Regions from separate parts of the Rattus norvegicus genome. Here regions 1, 2 and 4 are each linked to region 3. Evidence: chromatin contacts called from public Hi-C data. All regions are on one chromosome and are shown on one strand. The core of a region is the stretch at or near the end of the contact, and the rest is flanking DNA. Distances in the headings are between cores, read along the strand shown. Region 1 overlaps Iqgap1 (IQ motif containing GTPase activating protein 1). Region 2 holds the start of Crtc3 (CREB regulated transcription coactivator 3). Region 3 holds the start of Fes (FES proto-oncogene, tyrosine kinase). Region 4 has its middle 13 kb from the start of Zscan2.

Region 1 (2,823 bases), core at 10-2,509, 350 kb after region 3:
GCGAAGGATCTGAGTTCAAAGTCATCTTCAGGTACACAGGGTATTTAAGGCCAGACTGGAATACAGAAGGACTTGTCCAAAAGGAAAGAGAGGGAGGGACGCAGGGAGGGAGGAAGGAAGAGAGAGACAGACAGACAGACAGAGACAGACAGATTGGCATAGGAATGGCAGATGTGCTACAACATGGGCCTACATGTAACAAGAAGGAAATAAAGACAAGGAGCTGAAAGATAAAAAGAAATACAGGGAGGTTTCTGGTATTTTCAAGGTTAAAAAAGGAGCACTGATTTTCATAGATTATCCAAGTGCTCCCTAAATATAAAGTAGGTGACCTAGTAAGAGAGACAGGGAGATTTAGTATACAGAGGGGAGCAGAGGCAACCAGGGAGGCAGAGACTACAATCACAGGGCCACAAGCCAATCAGGGCCAAAGGCCACCAGAAATTGAAGAAGCCAAGGAACAGATGTTCCTTGCTGGCATCTTGATTGAGCCCCGTGATTGCTACTTCAAGGATTTTGATAAACTTCATCCGCTCCAGCTACCAGCGTGTGGCGAGTTGGGTATGGTCACCATGGTAAACTGAGATAAGCAGACAGGGGCATGACTGTCCTAGCATGCTGAATGAGATCCAGGACGGTATTTGTAATATATGATTAAGTACTGTGTGGGGAGGCTAAGGAGAAGGGAAAAGTGGGGACCTATGATGATTATATGTCAGGTGGCTTCACATACCTCACAGGTACTGGAATTAAAAAAGCATCAGGGGGCTGGGGATTTAGCTCAGTGGTAGAGCGTTTACCTAGGAAGCGCAAGGCCCTGGGTTTGGTCCCCAGCTCCGAAAAAAAGAACCAAAAAAAAAAAGCATCAGTTTCCATTTTGTGAAAATCAGGAAACACTACTTTCTTACAGACACTAACAAGAAAAAACTACTGAACTGGCTAGTAGAATTCAGATTTGTAAATGACCGATTGACTTAGTGACCTTGAGCAGTGTTCATGGGGCCGCTATCTAAGAATGGCCTGGGTGACAGGCCACACTTCCCAGACAGACAAAGGCAGTGAGCAGAGGCAGGTGGTGGAGCTGAGAGCTGAGCTGAGTGTTCAAGTCCCAGCACAGGAAAAAAAAAAAAAAAACCAAAAACACAGAAAAGTTTCCACGATGCCCAGAAAAGATCAGACTCCCAGTGTTAAGACTACAGAACACTCAACTCAATGGTGTGTCTTAACGCTTCAGAACACTTCGTGACTCATCTACAGTGACACATTTTTTGGTTTGGTTTGGTTTGGCTGAGAGAGGGTCTCGCTCATTCTGAATATCTGCCCCATCCTCCACAATGCTGGCTTTACACGCATGCACCACCATGTCATCGAATGGCAAGTGGTGCGAAAGCTACCCAGCACGCTTCCTGCCATCTAACCCGCCCTGGTGCACCGGAGTCCCACACATCTAGTCTCTGGGTCCTCCCCAACCTGAGTAACAGCAAGAGCAGCAGCATGGCTCTCTGAACTTTTGTTTTCCTGGCTTTACCAAATTTGATTGACTGACATGCCTTTGTTGTCTGTCTGTCTGTCTGTCTGTCTGTGGTAGATAGAGTTCACTATGGCCGACTCATCTCCCATAACTAATGTATTCCTGGTTAAGCTCTACCCAGGCACAGATCATGGTTCACCCTACCCACATCTTTTCCTCCTGATCCCAAATACACAGCCCTTCCCATCCAACTGCTCCAGTTACAGCCGGGTCTTTTCAAGTGCTAGGCCCTCTGCAGCAGGGCATTCCCCCAAAAAAGTCCCACCTCAGCGGATGGTTTCCCTAACTGCCTGTCAACATTAGCACTCTCCTGTACTCTGGTAGAATACCTTACAAAAGTTTTAAAGCCTTTCCATGGATGTAATTTTTATTTATCTGTTTGTTGTCTCTGTTCCCCAATAAGCTATGAAGGAGTAAGGCTTCAATAAATCTGCTTCAATTACTATTATAGTTATCATCATCATCATCATCGGAGGTGATGGTTCTCCTCACGTTTATGTGGACTCTGGAGATGAAATTCAGTTCTCCAGAATCACACAGGAAGAGCCTTACCTGTAGGGCTATGCTATCCATGCCTCACTCACTGTTATGTTTAATCCTACATGTATCTAACAGTGCTAGCATATAGCAGGCACTCAGTAAGTATTTGCTAAATAAGCGAATTATCAACTTAACAACTTACAGCATAGTTCTCAAAGGAAATGAGAGAGAGAGAGGGTGTGTGTGTGTGTGTGTGTGTGTGTGTGTGTGTGTGTGTGTGTGTGTTTTCTCTGTAGTCTATGCTGGCCCAGAACTCACTATGTAGCTAGGACTGAGCTTTCTGCCTCTAGACCTCTAGTGCTGAGTAAGACTGTGAACATGAGGCACCCACCTCATGCCTGGCAGGAAAAGTTGTTTGAAAAACCATTCCTTTGTAAATCGAAAGTAACTGCTTTTTGAAAAAGATACAGAAAACAGCAAACACACAAAATATCACCATACCTCGCTTCTCCTGTCTGAGACTCCATCTGATTAACCCAAGACTTGTAAATGTCCACGGGGTCGGTTTTGATGTTGAGAGACTTGTCATCCATAATTTCCTTCACAACAGGAGCCAAGATCTGCCGGAGGGCATTCTGGCCCCGGGCACCACGGTTGAAGCTTACAACCATCTTAATAACTGTAGGGTTTCCTGTCACGATTTCTTGAATCTGATCCACCTTTGACCTGTGAGATGCCAAACACAAATTAAAGTTAAACTGATCTCAGAATCTACCGACCTATAGATGTCCCTCTGGAAGCACTTCCTGGCA
Region 2 (3,083 bases), core at 533-3,032, 310 kb after region 3:
CAAGAGTGCCCATGTGTGCGTGCATCATGTATACCTCCTAACATCACAGCACAGGCCTCATACACCTCTTCCGTGTGTTGTGAGCTTGTCAAGCTCAGTCTAATCAAGGTCGCAAAATATAAAAGCCTGTATATGCCAACTGGTAAGCAGGAAGCTGGTCAGGGCATATGGACATTTTTTTTCCCCTTGAAATCTTCAGGCTTCTGTATCTGCAGATATCTGCATTCTGTACCTACCACTTATCCCCCCATATATATGCTTCAGTGCATCGAGAATGAAAGCAGTTCACTCTGTCCTTACTACACCGAAAGATAACATTATATAAATACGATGAATGGCCTCGGTGCAGGGGACTGTAACAGTGAATGGTGTGAACTGTATTTATGGCAAAACAGAGTTCATACTCCACTTGCGGGTGGTGACTGACATTCGAGATCGTTTCCAGCTCTCTTAATTTTTAAAGTAAGTCAATTTGGTTTATGCTATAGATTTATGTTAGTTTAGTTTATATTAAGTTTATGCTCAAAGAAAAAACTCCTGATTTAAACCCTGGCAACAGATTTTGGGTTTTTTTTTGTTTTTGTTTTTTTAAGTCCCAAAACAACACAGTGTTTGGTGGCCAAAATATAGTACGTCTGCACCTCAGGAAGCAGGGAAACAACCAGCTTGCAATCTGCTCTCACCCCCAGAATCTTCACAGCCTCCCCCATCTGACAATGTGCCTTCAAGGCCAGCACTCAGAATCCTCAAGGCTGCCCACACACGTTGACCCTCTGCGGTCTGCACCAGACACTCCTGCGCTCTCCATCCTCTGCGGTCCGCTCCAGTTGTCTAGCCTCCCAGGTGTTTGCCCCGACTCTCTCTTACTCATTCTTCTGAGTCCCTCCGTGGTCACCATCTGCGCTAGACACCCTGTCAGTTCTCACTAAATATCTGATGCTGAACAAATGCACCGGACCACGTAAAGCACCTCCAAGAGGCGAAAGTGGGAAAGCCACCGAATTACATCGTGGTACCAAGGCCCGCTGCCACTCAGGGGCCAGCCGTCGATTCACTTGTGAGTGCACCGAGCCTTCCCCTCGGGGACGATGTGCGACCCTCAAGCCCCCGAGGCCTTCCACGCAGAGAGCCAAGGGCTCGCTAGCGGTGGGTGTCCACTGAGAAGCCGCACCGCCCGAACCAGGCGCGCCTCGGTCCGGCCTCCGAGCTGCAGCTGCGTGCGATTTCCTCTCGGGGTCATCCTCCCGCTTAGGCCGCCCGGCCCCGCTGCCCGCCTCCCCGGACTCGGCCGTTTCCAGCTCACCGCACCGAAGGCCCGTCCACCGAGATCGCAAGCCGCATTTGGTGTCGCCAGGCCGGCAAGAACTGAGGCCGCGGCCCCCGCCCGTCCCCGCTGCCGACGCCTCCTCGGCCGGGCGACCTCTCTCCTGCCGCGCGGACCCACCCGCACCGCCCGCGCCAACCCCGAAGCTCACCCGGGACAGGGTGAGGTCGGTCATGAGCTGCTCGAAGGCCCGCGTCTCCTCGGCCTGCCGCTGCGTGTGCAGCGCGATCTTCTCACTGAACTTCCGCGGGTTGGCGCTGCCCGAGCCGGGCGAGGCGGCCATGGCGCGCGCCCCGCGCTAGCGGGCAAGGCAGACGGCAAGCGTGGGGTTCCAAGGCTCGGCCCACCCGCTCGGTCCGCAGGCCGTCCAAGCCGCCGCCCGAAGCCTGTCCTCCGGCGCGACCCGGCAGAGGAGCCGCCGCGGCCCCAGAGCCAGCAAGCGGCCGGGAGCGCGCCGAGGTCCGCCCCCGCGCGCCGGCCCCGCCCTCGGCGCGGCCCGCCCGGCCTCCGGGCCCCGAAGCCCGGCCTCCCCGCCGCGGAGCCGGGCCTCGGGCGAGCGGACCAAGGGCTGAGCCCGCTGTCCCCAGCCTGCTTCGGGACTTCTCACACCTACATCCCATCAGCAAAGCTAAGCCGCGCCTATGTGTGAAAGCCGCTGAGTACCACTCCCCACATCCCTCAGTGTGGATATGTACGTATGTACATGTGCGTGCAGACACCCACGGAGATCCCACTGGTCTAGGAACTAAACACCAGTCCTCTGCGAGAGCGGTATGTACTCTTAACTGAGCCATCTCTCCAGTCCCTTCAACTGTGTTTTATGTGTTTTAAAACAGCCTCATCAGGTTTCCCCTTTTCAGCCCAGAAGCGCTTCCAACATAATTGTACACCAACATGTCCTGGAGAGTGTTGAGCAGAGGACTGTGTTTTGTAAATTAGGACGCATTAGAGACATGCGGAGAAGTACAGAAAATAACATTAATAACGCCCACACACCTCATGATTAAACCATCAAAACATTTTTGCAGGGCCTGGAGATGGTGTTCAGCTGTAGAGCGCTTGTATGTCAAGCCTTAGGCCCTTGGGTTTGATTCCAGCACTGCAAATAAAATTTAAAAGGCATTTTGGGGCCAGCTAAATGACTCATGTAGAAGCAGATAACTGACTCCTGAAAATTGTCCTTTGACCTCCACACTCGGGCCGTGGCGAGCACATACCTAAATGCACACATACACATACAAAACTTTTTAAAAGTCATTTTGCTTCATATGCTTGGAGTTTATCTTTTTAAAAAGCCCCACCTCATTCTTCTTTGTCTCCATAAAAAGTAACTATGTTTATGGTGATGTCAATCATTACTGTTCTTATTTTTCAAAATTAACACATACTGATTGTGCTGTTCTCTCTTTGATTGTGAATGATTTATTAATCCAGTTACTCTGTGTGAAATAGGAAGTTTTATGTTTAAAATTTATATAGAAATGAGGCTATTATGGCAAATGCCTGTAATCCCAGCAGTTGGGAGTTGGAGGCAGGAGGATCAGTAGTTCAAGGTCCTTCTTGACTACATAATGAGAAGAAAGCCACCCTGAGCTATACAAACGCACAGGCATGCATGTGTGCTGACATCCGCCAAGCTGACTGGTGGCAGCCAGAGAACAGCTGGCAGAAGTGGGTTCTCTGCTTCTACTATTCAGGTTCCCTGCATCTTACTCAGGTTGGTGGCAGGCACCTTTACCGACCGAGGGAACTCACCAGT
Region 3 (3,095 bases), core at 212-2,711:
CCAGTGAATGGGGGAGGGAAGCACCCAGAGACAAAGCAGCTGCATATAACCCAGCCTGCAGCTGGAATTCAGACCTAAGCAGGATCCTGCCTCTGGGGCCCTGGGCGGAGTCACTCTAAGCCAAAGATACACTTGGCCATCCCAAGTCCCTCACTATGGATCAACAGGTTCTGTAGCAAGTTAGCCTAAGTTGTAAGAGGAAAGGCGGAAGCTGCAGCAGAGCCACACAGGCCATCCTGGAACTAGGCCTGCGGTCGGTCAGTGACTTCTGCTTCCCTAGGCACTCTTGTGCAAAACTGCGCCCGATTGTGAAAGAGTCCTTTGGTGCACACCTACCTTGGTGAGCTCCTGCTGCAGCTGCTGCCACTGCTCGTTGTAAGTCTTTCTCAGGTGCTGCCGCTCCCGGATCAGCACGCTCAGCTTGCTCAGGGGCCCTGAGTTCAGATCTTCTGCATGCTGCCGCAGTACCCGGCTCAAGTTCTCCGTCTGGCTTGTTATCTCTGCCCAGGACTATGGCACATTGTGGGATTGGGAAGCAGGAAGAACATGGCAATGGCCAGCAAGTGGGTTTGTAACATCTCCAACCCCACCTCTAAGGGGGAGTGCATGGCAGCTCACCTGGCTGACAGGGCTGTCAGGGCCACTGCTCCAGCTCTGGCCCCCGCTGTCTTGCAAGGACATGTGGTGAAGCAATCCTGCATATTCCCGGTCACTCTTGACCCTCTGCGCCATCCACTTCCTCATCCCTTCCAATAAACGAAGCTCAGCTTCTTGCATCTGTTGCACTGCCCCGTGGCCCTGGGGGCTGCACAGCTCTGAAGAGAAGCCCATAATGGTGTCCTGGGAACAGAAGCGGGGTCATTCAGTGGAGACAAAGAAGCAGCTGGAGATGGAAGAACAGGACCATGAGGCTAAGGGCTAGTAAGGCCCAAGAGGGCTAAGGGCGCAACATGGGTGGGGTCCTGCTCAGAAAAAAATATCAAGAGGTACAGACAGTAGCCTGGGATGGGGCCGGTCCCTCTGCTTCCGATGAACCAGACCAAGTCTCAGAGCCAGTGGTCCGGTTTCCAGGAACCAGACAGGAGATCCCTACTAGTGTCTTTCACTCACACCACGCCTGGATGTTACCAAACCCTGCACAGGGCCTTCAACAGTGCTGGACGGCGGCCTCAGGGAGCCACCGAAGAAATCCTGTTACTGGGCTTTCCTGCTCTTCCCAAGCTCCTAGCCCCACCCTCATCAGGTCTCAGGTTCCCAGAACACCCGCCTGGCCCCTTTCCGGTGCCCACCCCTGCCCGTGTCATACATAGATTCCTGGATCTCGAAGGTGGAGTTACCTTTCTTGGGCAGCTGCTCCTGGGACAGGTGGCAGTGGACCGACTAACAGCCCAGAATCTACCCGGCCAGTTCCTGATTCCTGCTTCCTCCTCCGTGGTTTCAGTTGCTGTAGGCCGCGGGGCGGGTCCACTGTAGGGAAGAGAGAGCACAGCCCACCCCCCATCCTGCTCCCCACTCTGCGTGCCCTGGGCCACAGCCTACAGCGACAGCTCAGCCACGGAAACGGAAGGGAGGAGGAGGCCGGCAAAGAATGGCCATGCGAAGAGTAGCTTGCGCACCAGGCACTCCCCAGGGTCCTGTGAACGCGGTGTAAAGAACCCAAAAATGCAGTGGGGATGGAATCAAGGTGAGGCCTCAGGCAAGGTGCTGGGTGCACCCAGGGTGTGGGGAGTCTGGGGACTCATGTGAACCCTGACAGCATGCTAGGGTGCCAGGGGGACCCAGGAGAGGAAGGAAGCCTAGTCCTGTCTCTCCTCTGGATTCCCTAAGGAGAGCTCAGGCGCCAGCCTCTATTTGCATATTAAATCTCCAAGTAAAAATCCAAAACAGAGGCTTGCTCCTCAGACACAGGTTCCGTTTTCTCTCGACGCCCGGGGCAGGGCTTTCAGTCTCAGTGGCAGCCTGGGCAGCACAGGGCATAGGACTGAGGAGAAATTATTTCCCCAAGAGGAACTCAGGTTCCCTCAGCCATTCAGTCCCGACTCGCTGTTTCTTTTCTTTTGAGAAAGGGTCCCTCTATGTGGTCCTGTCTGCCCTAGAACTTGCTGTGTACATGGGCTGGCCTCAAACTAGGAGATCCCCTACCTCTGCCTCTCAAATGCTGAGATTAAAGGTGAGTGTGCCCAGCTGTGACAAACCCCTGAACTGAAAGCAACTTGGGGAGAAAGGGGCTGTCTGGTTTAAGAGTCCATTGTGGGAAGTCAGGGGGCTGGACTGGAAACAGGAACCACAGGAGAACACTGCTCACTGCCCTCTTTGCTTTCATATACACCCCAGGACCCTTGCCTGTGGTAGCCACCCCAGTATGATAGGCCTTTCCTCAGCCACCAATCAAAATGCGGCACAGACTTGCCCACAGACCAATCCGATGGAGGCGAACTCTCAACTGAAGCTTCTCTTCCCAGGTGACACTGGCTGTGTCATAAAACCAAGCAGCACACAGATCCCTCACTCTGGCCCCCTTAGACTAGACCTCTTGGAGGCAGTTAGGCCTGTCTGCAGGCCGTCAAGACACCACTAAGCCAAACTGGCCCCTAGCTCCAACCCCTTCCCCCAGTTGAACACAGTGAAGGGTCCTGAGAAAAGGAAGAGCAACACACTGGAGACCAGGCTTGGTTTGCATAGTCTGCACGTTTAATCACTTTAAAACCTCTAACATTATCTCGTGTCCATTAAATAGAACCAACAATGCCAGGCCTGTTTAAATTACAAGGAAAAAAAAATGACTGTGCACCAACCCAGCATCTTACAAAACCAGCCTGGATGGCCGCTAGGGGTGGGCAGGAGAGCAAGGGGCACCCCTGGACAGGTAGGTTGGGTACCGAGAAGGGCTAGGAAAAAGAAAAGAGGAGGCCCAAGTGGGAGGGGACTGATTGTCCTAATGGGAGGGGTGCGAAAGGCACATCAGAACAGGGGGTTTGGGGGGCATCATAGGCCAATGCTTTCTCCACCAGGGCACAGTGTTAGAAAGGGCTTGGTGGTGCCACCTGCCCACCCCTGGCACTTGGAGAGCCAGCAACCCAAAAGCCTGTGGCACA
Region 4 (2,836 bases), core at 76-2,575, 470 kb after region 3:
GAGACAGACTTAAATGCTGACGCAAGACACATACTGAGGCAAGACCTGTGGAGGGTGTGTGGTGTTTGGAGGGCACAAATAGAATGAAGGGCATCTTTGCTGATCTTTGCTTCCCTGAGAAAGGCACAGCTGAGAACTGTTCCTCCTGCTGACTGGAGCCAAGGCTGAGGCATGGCTGTCTCTGCTGGGTAGTGCCACTGCTGCGATTCATGTTTGCTATCCTGACTCTGCTGAACTGGGTTGCTGGTGTATCTGTGTATCTGTGAAGTGTGGGTGAATAGAGCTGCTGCTAACCTGTGAGCGGAACTGCCAATTTCCAGACAACACAGACGGGAGTTGCTCCAAAGAATCTAAACAGGTCCACTTCTGCGAACCTTTTCTTTTCCACCACATCTGGTGGGTGGTGGGCTACAATGGAGGTTAAAGCATTTAAGAACCATCATTAACGGGGCTGGGGATTTAGCTCAGTGGTAGAGCGCTTACCTAGGAAGTGCAAGGCCCTGGGTTCGGTCCCCAGCTCCGAAAAAAAAAAAGAACCAAAAAAAAAAAAAAAAGAACCATCATTAAAAATAGGATTTTAGGGGCTGGAGAGATGGCTCAGAGGTTAAGAGCACTGACTGTCTCACAACCATCTGTAATGGGATCCGATGCCCTCTTTGGATGTATCTGAAGAGATGGACGGTATACTCACATAAAAAAAATATATATAAAAAGAAAGATTAAAAAAATATAGGATTTGAAAAAATCAAAGTTATACATTCCTATTCAAACCAGCACACTGGTGTCATTCACCAGAGGCCATATTCTGAGTCTCTCCCTACATTCATTGCACAAAGGATTTATCATGGTTAAGGTATCAGGCCTTAGCTGAGAACCTCTACTCTAGGCCACTCTGCAGCTCCCTCCCTCCTTCCTTCCCTCTCTCCACACCCCTCCTTCAATAGGGTGCCTGGTATGTTGCCCTCAGACCCTTAGGCCCCACCCTTTAGGTAGGTGGAGCTAGAGAATACGTCCCCGCCTTACTATCCCCTTTCTCTGATGGTTTTGGATCCTAGTTACCAGGCGTCTGTACTGTACGGGTCTTGCCTTTTTCCACGGCGACTTCAGTGTACTTTTTTGTTCTGTTTCTACCACGCAAGCTCACGGGCCCTTCCCCTCCTCTGCTCCCCGCCTCCACAGGACAACCTCATCAGAAAATCCTTCCTTCTCAATCCTGCTCCATCCTTGCTCAGGCTCTCTAACCTCCCAGGGCCCGGAAGGGAGCACTCTGTGCTTGCCACCACCTCTTCCGCGTTCTTTCTACTCCTCCCCACCAGTCTGGACTCCCAAGTGTGCTCCTCGCCCGTGCTCCCGCTTAGTAGGCGGGATCTCCCCCATTCCTCTTATCCACCGGTTTCTTTCTCCGAGCAGGGGATTCCCCACATCTCCTTCTTCAGCTTTCAGGCTGCTCTATAAACTGGGACGGAGAGGTGTGACCGGCAAAAGCAGCTCCACCTAGTTCCATGCTCGGTTTCTTTCCTCCAGCTGGCTGGCCCACGGAGTGAGGAGACTGAGGAACTTGCAAAGGACGTAGTAAACGACGGTGATAGCGCCTGGGGCTAGCCAGCCCAAGGCGGATTTGTTTCTTGCCTCTTCCTCTTAGAGATCTGCCCCACGCCTAATACACGCATAAGAGCTTCCGCAGCACTGCAGGATTTCCTTCGCAAACATTCTGACCTTTAATTTGGACTTAGAACCTGAACACAAGGATCCCTCTGGCTTCACACTGGCTCCTCCAAAAGAAGCAGAGTGAAGGGAGGGTGGGGAATCACAGAAGCAGAAAGGCTGTACACTGTTTAACCTGGAAACTTGGAATTGTGTAGAAAACTGATTTTTTTTTTTTTCGGAGCTGGGGACCGAACCCAGGGCCTTGCGCTTCCTAGGTAAGCGCTCTACCACTGAGCTAAATCCCCAGCCAGAAAACTGATTTTTAGTCTTTTTTTTTTTTTTTTTTTTTTTTGGTCTTTTTTTCGGAGCTGGGGACCGAACCCAGGGCCTTGTGCTTCCTAGGCAAGCGCTCTACCACTGAGCTAAATCCCCAGCCCCGAAAACTGATTTTTAAATTCCAAGTTTTCCTTTCCCAGCCCTGGCTCCCAGAATGATGACTCTGAGACTAGTTATTATTAAATTCCTAGGCCATAAACTTTGGCTCATTCCCTGAGTAGCTCTTAACTTATTTCACCATTTAATCTATTCTATGCCTACCACTTGGTTAGTTACCTCTCCTTCAGTACCCGCTGGCTTCTTCCGCATCTCTCCTAGTTCCTCTACCGGGCTGGTTTACCTGTCTCCTCAGTGTGTCTCCCATCTCTTCTCCCGCATGGCACCCTCTTTTACCTCTTACTATTTCCCAGAATCCTCTCTCTAACTGTCAATGTCCCACCTCCCACTTCCTGCCTCAGATCATTGGCCATTGGCTTTTTATTGACAGGTGGTGCTTACAGAGAGTCTCTCTACAAATGTACATGACTTTCTTTCTCTTTTGTGTATCCAGGTACACTTGCCTATGCACTCACTCGCTCGTGAGGCCAGAGGTCAGAGGTCAATGTCAATGTAGCCCTCTATTGCTCCCCAGCTTACTTTTTAAGTCAGGATCTTTCATGGAACCTGGACCTCATCAACTGGCCAGACTGACTGGGCAGCAGGCCAAAGGGCTCTTTTTGTCCTGCCTCCACGCTGGGACTGCAGGCGTATGCCCATATCTAGTTGGTTTTTTTGGTTTGTTTTTGTTTTTGTTTTTACATGGGTGCTGGATCCCAGCTCAGGTCCTCATGCTTGATGTCGAGAATTTGTACTG

Evidence for each region. Hi-C and Micro-C count contacts between places; a contact is called where the count stands out from the background.
Region 1: a Hi-C map of Schwann cells shows a contact between it and region 3, with 9 times the contacts expected there. The contact joins the enhancer-like site here to the promoter of Fes in region 3. A contact is called at or near these places in 5 of 12 Hi-C or Micro-C datasets (the A7r5 cell line, Schwann cells, frontal cortex and 2 more).
Region 2: a contact with region 3 is called in a Hi-C map of liver, with 3 times the contacts expected there. The contact joins the promoter of Crtc3 here to the promoter of Fes in region 3. A contact is called at or near these places in 6 of 12 Hi-C or Micro-C datasets (Schwann cells, frontal cortex, kidney and 3 more).
Region 4: a Hi-C map of the A7r5 cell line shows a contact between it and region 3, with 13 times the contacts expected there. The contact joins the enhancer-like site here to the promoter of Fes in region 3. A contact is called at or near these places in 10 of 12 Hi-C or Micro-C datasets (the A7r5 cell line, the Rat2 cell line, Schwann cells and 6 more).

Annotation. Positions count from the first base shown.
Region 1 is chr1:144,108,167-144,110,989 of GRCr8, forward strand. Iqgap1 (IQ motif containing GTPase activating protein 1) reads right to left here. Exons shown (of 38, transcript NM_001108489.1): 26 at 2,513-2,737. Among named protein-coding and RNA genes, the nearest start is that of Crtc3, 45 kb to the left of the region's middle. Within about 2 kb of position 1,260, at least 3 of the 93 cell types and tissues checked have an H3K27ac peak or open chromatin away from gene starts, as enhancers often do. A contact at or near this core is called in Schwann cells, where this site is marked.
Region 2 is chr1:144,062,506-144,065,588 of GRCr8, forward strand. Crtc3 (CREB regulated transcription coactivator 3) reads right to left here and starts at 1,783. Exons shown (of 15, transcript NM_001427241.1): 1 at 1,476-1,783. The coding sequence starts at 1,607. It also overlaps the pseudogene LOC103691178.
Region 3 is chr1:143,754,720-143,757,814 of GRCr8, forward strand. Fes (FES proto-oncogene, tyrosine kinase) reads right to left here and starts at 1,462. Exons shown (of 19, transcript NM_001108488.1): 1 at 1,338-1,462; 2 at 619-840; 3 at 337-510. The coding sequence starts at 831. Furin (furin (paired basic amino acid cleaving enzyme)) reads right to left here. Exons shown (of 16, transcript NM_019331.2): 16 at 2,672-3,095. LOC102553801 (a long non-coding RNA gene) reads left to right here and starts at 1,550. Exons shown (of 2, transcript XR_350524.5): 1 at 1,550-1,684; 2 at 2,067-3,095.
Region 4 is chr1:144,228,311-144,231,146 of GRCr8, forward strand. No RefSeq gene overlaps it. Among named protein-coding and RNA genes, the nearest start is that of Zscan2, 13 kb to the right of the region's middle. Within about 2 kb of position 1,326, at least 37 of the 93 cell types and tissues checked have an H3K27ac peak or open chromatin away from gene starts, as enhancers often do. A contact at or near this core is called in the A7r5 cell line, kidney and liver, where this site is marked.